Regions from separate parts of the Rattus norvegicus genome. Here region 1 is linked to region 2. The links are chromatin contacts, called in public Hi-C maps. All regions are on one chromosome and are shown on one strand. The core of a region is the stretch at or near the end of the contact, and the rest is flanking DNA. Distances in the headings are between cores, read along the strand shown.

Region 1 (3,359 bases), core at 689-3,188, 270 kb after region 2:
TGTTGCTACAGAACCCAAATGAAAGCAAGGCCAGAAGACTTAGCTGTAAACCCAGGGGCTTACAGTGCAGGGAGAGAACAAGGCTCTTTCCTCCAGGACTATAATTATGGGATGACTTTACATGAGGACCTTGCCAAGGGTACAGCTCAGGGCCCTGCCCTCTCGAGCACTTGCTGAAGGCTTTATATTCCTGCCCAGGGTCTCCAACCTAAGCCCATTAGAGAGACACTGAGTCATTCAGGTTTGCTTGGCATTTGTGGGTCCTCTGCCAGCTCTGTACTTTAAGAATCTCATAAAAGCTTTTTTTCCTAGTACTGTCTTGACATGATTTCCTATAGTCAACTGGAGATAAATATTCTCTATAATGGTCTAACATTGGTAAATCCTAGCTTCTGCCCTCTCAGGTCCATGGTGAAGAAAAAAGAACTTTCTGTGTCCATCTGGGTGCCAGATCTTTGATACAAATCCTCACTGTTGGGCTGGGGTGATATCTCAGTTGGTCAAGTGCTTGCTGCCCAAGCACAAGGTTTAGTGATCACATGGGCAGCATTCTTGATATCCCAGCTCAGACAAGCAGATACTTGGGGCACTACCTGGCCTAACCTAGTTGGTGAGATCCAATGAGAAACCCTGTTTCAAAAACAAGGATATCAAAGAGACAAGGAATGATACCCAAAGTTGACATGCAAATGTGAGCATGTGTGTGTGCATATGTGTGAGTGTGTGTATATATGTGTGTATACATGTGTGTGCGCTCATGTGTGTGTGCAGTGTATGTGTGTACATGTGTATGTGCATGTGTATGAATGTATGTGTGTGCATGTTTGCATGTGTACATGTATGTACATGTGTGTGTTCGTGTGTTGTGTGTGCATGTGTGTTTGGAAAGTGAGAAGACAAGGGTAGAGGAGGTTATCCTCGGTGTTGTGTCCATCTGCTTTTCTGTGTACAGGCATAGACACAGGGAACTGGACTGAGGCAGTTGAGAACCAGCCTTGAGAGCTCCCAAGTTCCTTGCTCCAGTCTGCACTCCTCCACAGTGTTAAAGACCAAGTTTCCCACATAGCAAGGGTCTCTATTCTGTCTTTAGAACCCAATGGTCATGTGCCCATGTGACAGTCCTATGGTCCCTGGGCCGTATGTCTCATCCTCTCCCACCTGTGCTTCAGTACCACGTGTATGGTCAGTACACAAGGGGTTTCCCTGTCCGTTATATTCAGGCCTTTCTGCTCACTGCAGCATCATGCCAGACCTAGGGAGCAGTGGCAGCAAGTAGTGTCATGCCAGGCCCTGGGAGAGATCAGCACCGTAGTTCACACCAATTCTCATGCCTAAGGCTTTAAAACGGAGCGCAAACAACTCTAGAGCCATGGTGCTCTGCGTACTCCTCTAGGTGTGTATGTGTATGACTCAGTGAGAGCGCCACTCGCACATACACACAGAAGCTTGGCCTCTGACTGGGAGACATCCTGGCACTGGGGTATACTGGAGTTACAAAGGATGAGCGGCTTTCTGTTGGCTTTCTTCCCTCTGTGCGGCCCTGGTGACTGCCCAGCGAGAGGAAACACCCCATCATCGAGGATTCTTTTCCCTAGCTGCATTTACAAAATCTCTCTGAATAATCAACCAGCAATCAATCCGTGGGGAAGGCTCAGGCAGTCCCTGGCAGTGCAGTCCACGAGGTCTGGGGTCCGGGTGGGGATCGGGGGAGTGGAGGCGTGGGGCTCCGGAGCACAGTTTTGTCCCAAGTTGATTTTCTTAACCTTGGGTATGTGCTGTTGATGTGAAAGCAGGAAGAAATGCCACATTATCCCCCCTCGGCTTTGCGTGCCTTGCTTGGCACGGAGTCTGCCAGTTTAGACCACCTATCATGCAGACCTGCCTCGGAAGAAAACTGGCTCTGTGATAAACACACCTAGGGATCTGTGAGTCAAGAGTGCCCCCTAACGGAAGCATGAAGGATGCCTGGGATTTACCTTCTTTTCTTTCACTGGCAACAATTCTGTCCCGTTTTACATCTTGGGCTCAAAGCTTACATTTACCTTCATCTGTCAGGGTGAAACTTAAAATGCTCACTGCCTCCTGCCTTGGGTCCTGGACCCAAAAGATTCTTCTGTGGCTCTGGTCTCCCATGAATCCTGGCCCCTGCTTATAATTTTTACCCTTACTTATGATTGAGAAATGAAGGGTTTCTGGGATTAATTCCTCTCAGGTTTTAAGATGAGGTAGCCACAGTGATTTCAGCCCCATCTTCCTCTGAGAAGTGTCCATGCTTTTTCCTAAAGGCATGTGTTAATCATTTAGCCAATTCTACTTGGCGCGGGGCACCCCAAAGCCCTCTTGAGATGATGCAATGTCGCAGAGCGAGAGTCCAAGCTGATCCGCGTGGGTCGGCATAGGAGGGCTGCGTTCAGACTTGCTGGCTGCACTTACTGAGAAAACCCACATAGGTATGTTCCAGAAACAGTGACGATTAGCTCAAACTGAACCCAGGATCAGGCAATGCTTGTTGGACATTGCCTGCCTCTCTCCTCTGTGAGTGAGCTAAGCCATTAATACTTAAACAGTAGAGACAGCTGTTGGACGATGGGCAGTGTCTGAAGGGCCTTTCCACCCTGTCACTTGGCCATGAAGGTGGCTCAGACACGAAATGGATCCAGCTAGCTTCCCTTGCCACCCAAGCAGAACCAGGTCATGTGTACAACGTCAGACCATGGGCTTCCAAGAGCTATGGAAATTGGTGCTGGGAACTTGCTGTCCCTAGAAGCATGACATGTAGACAAGCGGTGCTTCTCATTTCTCTGTTAGACTGGAAATAACTCTCTGGCCTGTAAGTGTGTGAATTATAACTGGACCCCTGAGCCTGGACCTCAAGGTTTGTCTCTCGCTTTTGTGGTTCATAACATTAAATCACCATGGGGCCTGGGGGGATGACTCAGCATAAATATGAAGACTGAGTCCGATCCTCGGCCTCATGTTAAAAAAGGAAAACGGGGGGGGGGGGGGACAGAGAGAGAGAGAGAAGGGAGGGAGGGAGGGAGGGAGGGAGGGAGGGAGGGAGGGAGGGAGGGAGAGAAAAAAGTCAAGTTCAGTGGAGCACATCTGTAATCCTAGTATGGGGGTTGAGGGGAGACAGAGCAGAAACATCCCTGGAACTGGCTGGCCAGCCAGGCTACACAATCAGTTTGAGCTCCAGGTTCAGTAAGAGACCCTGTCTTAAAAAATAAAATGGAGGGGGTTGGGGATTTAGCTCAGTGGTAGAGCGCTTGCCTAGGAAGCACAAGGCCCTGGGTTCGGTCCCCAGCTCCGAAAAAAAGAAAAAGGAAAAAAAAATAAAATGGAGAGCAATTTAAGAAGAC
Region 2 (3,434 bases), core at 760-3,259:
ATACACACACATACACACATACACACACATACACACACATACACACACATATACACACATACATACACACACAGACACACAGACACACACACATACATACACACATACACACATACACACATACACACACATACACACACATACACACATACATACACACATATACACACACAGACACATACACACACATACACACACATACATACACACATACACACACATACACACATACACACACATACATACACACATACACACACATACACACATACACACACATACATACACACACAGACACACATACACACATACGCACACACATACACACACATACACACATACATACACACATATACACACACAGACACATACACACACATACACACACATACATACACACATATACACACACAGACACATACACACACATACATACACACATATACACACATACATACATACATACACACATACATACACATACACACATATACACACACATATACATATACACATATACACACACAGACACACACACACACACACACACACACACACACACACACACACACTACTAAATGGAAAGCTTCCTTTTTTTCTGCCCCCACTGCTCTTTGTTCCCTCTCTCCAGGTACATCTTCTGTTTTCTGTGTAGTTTCCCAGCTTTTAAAAATTCAACCACAGGCAATTGTTCTCTTTATTAAACGTTTTAGCATAAACAAGAGAGGCTCTTACATACTTTGCCACAGATGCTTCTCATGGCGTTTCTTGGTTCTCTTTCCCAGTTAACGCTATCAGGCTCAGCCTTCCTGTGTAACCCCTACATTATCCCTGCATTCGGGAGCCCAGCCACAGCAAGGTAGAAACGTGAGCATCTGTGCGTGTTGTGTGTGTATGTCACCCACCTGCATGAGTAACACATCTAGGGTGAGGGATTTTATATTTGGGGAGCATCATGGAGGGGTGATTCCTCTCTTTCTGGGGAAAACACTTGCATGAAATGAGAGTGCATTCCAAGAGGCCGATGTAGAGGGTTGGGTTTGGTGCAAAGATTGGTTGCTAGGAAGGTGCAGATTTTCATGCTAGAAACCTTAGAACATGAAATAAACGAGAATTTTTTTCCAAGGATGAGAAGAATTGAAAGAGCTGCGAAGAGAAAAGAGCCAGGCAGAGAGGTCTGGCTTTTAGACAGCTGATACACAGGAATGAGGGACAGAGGAAAATGGCACTGGCCACCATGCTTAAATTTCCTAAGAAAGGGAATGCATGTAGAACTCACCTCCATTGGAAGAACAAAAGGGTTGCACATATCAGGAGAAGGCTATTTGAGCTCATGGGTGGTCGGCCAGTGTCTGGGTATCTAACCTCAGCTGATGCCCTTCCTTCATGAGCAGGAGGAGGCTGTGTGAAATGACCCCTAAGTTGCTATTATACTATTTTTCCTTAAACCAACATGTAGTGTTTACTCTCCACCAAGAATTAGACTGCAGTGTGGACTGTGAGTTATCTCCTGTACCCTCATCAAGATTCTGTGAGGGCAAGAAATGTTATCCTATGCAGATTTCCACTACAGATGGGGAAGAACAGTTGAGAGTTCCATTTTGCTATTCAATCTGCTCTTCTTCTTACCTTCTCTTGGAAGTCCTTTGGCCTTAAATATGGTGAGTCACAGACGCCAACCAGTTGCAGTGGGGAGATGTAGTTTGAGTAAGCTCCCTGAGGGGAAGAGGGCCAGAATTCGCCATCTGTGATACACTAATTAGTACCTACCCTGGTTGGATGGATACTGTTCAAAGTGCTGCAATGGCACCATCTGCAGTCCCCGTGCCCCATCCTGGGGGAAGGTCTCAGACAATGGACAGATACACAGAAAGTCTAGACACCAAGTGCCTGGTGATGCATTAATCCAAACGGTCATATCTGGCAGAACATTCCAGAAGAGAAGGACTCCAAAGGTGAAAAGGCACGAACTGTGGTTGTTGAACAGGGAAGCATGCCATGAGAAGGGCATTGGGGTAAAGGAAGGGCTGAAGCTACACTTTGGCCAACAGCCTTTGATTTAGTTTCACTGTAGAAGAGTGTAGGAGTCACCAGGGATGTCAGGTCCAAGTTAAGAAATGTAAAGGACCTTTCGTGGCTTCCCAAATAAGTTTATATCTCTTCCTGAGAGCAACAATAGTGTAATATAATAATTGTATTATATGTTTATAGCTTAAAGTCCCAGGTACATGGTTCATCCTTAGAAAGAGCCCCCTTCATGTGGGAGTTATTTTTGAATAGCTTTAATTTACCTAGAGGCCAAGAGCCCAGTTTCTTTCCACAGCCAAGTTAGCTAGGTGAAGAGTCATCTCTGATATGGACCCCTTCAGACTGCTTTACTAATCTCTGGAGAGAGCACGGAGGAGGTCAGGTCATGCATCAGCAAAGGCTCTTGGGAAGAAACACTTCCCTCACCATTCTCACAGTGAGCAGTAAAAAGTAGCCCAGAAAGCATGAAGAGCCAAGTGTTACAGCTTTGGGGGAGCCACAACCAGAATCGTCATCTCCAAGGAGAGAACAAGGACCAAGGGACAAACCCTGGTGTCTGTCCTATAGACCGCCCGGAAGGTTAGGTCCTATACACCAAGCCTGCACACCCGTCTGCCGTTCACACTTCTGATCACTGCGGTGTTAGGAAGAAGTGTTGTGCAAGGTTTGGGATGAAGAGAGTCAAAGCTGTGCTAATCTGAATTCATAAGGCAGGAAACACTTCTATAAGACAATCTCTAAACAGTTCCGAAATCTGCGTATGCTTATTCCTAAAATGGTTCTACTGAGTAGAGAGCCAGTTGCTTATCCTTGGTGGCTCCCAGGGAAGGATGTCAGACAGCACAAGCATTTTCCTTGCTAATTTTATCAGTTTTAAAATTACACCTTTTAGCCAGGTTGGGGGTTAGGGTTCCTGGAACTTGAGTAGATGGATCTTTGAGTTCAAGGCCAGCCTGGTCTACAGAACGTGTTCCAGGACAGCCAAGGCTACACTTTTTACATTAGAAATGTATAGCATCTTCTGACATTATCTGACTCTATCTTATCACAATCCTTCAACTGGGAGGCTAATACAGGTTTACACCGACTTCACAAAAATGCTGGATTCTCTCTTGAGCTACACAGTGCCCACAGGAGTAGAAACAACACAAACAGGCTTATGACAACCACAAAACTAGCATCACACATTACATGAGACGTATGCCAAACAGCCCTTTGTGTGTCTGTCCATATTTTCTCCATCCAAGTGTCCCCTACTGCACTACATCTCACATATTCAGACTGCGTGAACCTAGAGTGTTCTGGAATCTGTGGCGGGCAGGATGCAGAAGGGAACAGCACAGCATGCAGGCTCCAAAATGCACACGATTGAGACGAGCTAATTCATATTATGTTTTAATGTGCAT

What was found. Hi-C and Micro-C count contacts between places; a contact is called where the count stands out from the background.
Region 1: a Hi-C map of liver shows a contact between it and region 2, with 4 times the contacts expected there. The contact joins two enhancer-like sites. A contact is called at or near these places in 4 of 12 Hi-C or Micro-C datasets (hepatocytes, liver and mammary epithelial cells).

What each region holds. Positions count from the first base shown.
Region 1 is chr4:182,618,398-182,621,756 of GRCr8, forward strand. No RefSeq gene overlaps it. Among named protein-coding and RNA genes, the nearest start is that of Far2, 85 kb to the right of the region's middle. Within about 2 kb of position 1,939, at least 3 of the 93 cell types and tissues checked have an H3K27ac peak or open chromatin away from gene starts, as enhancers often do. A contact at or near this core is called in liver, where this site is marked.
Region 2 is chr4:182,346,907-182,350,340 of GRCr8, forward strand. No RefSeq gene overlaps it. Among named protein-coding and RNA genes, the nearest start is that of Ccdc91, 220 kb to the left of the region's middle. Within about 2 kb of position 2,010, at least 2 of the 93 cell types and tissues checked have an H3K27ac peak or open chromatin away from gene starts, as enhancers often do. A contact at or near this core is called in liver, where this site is marked.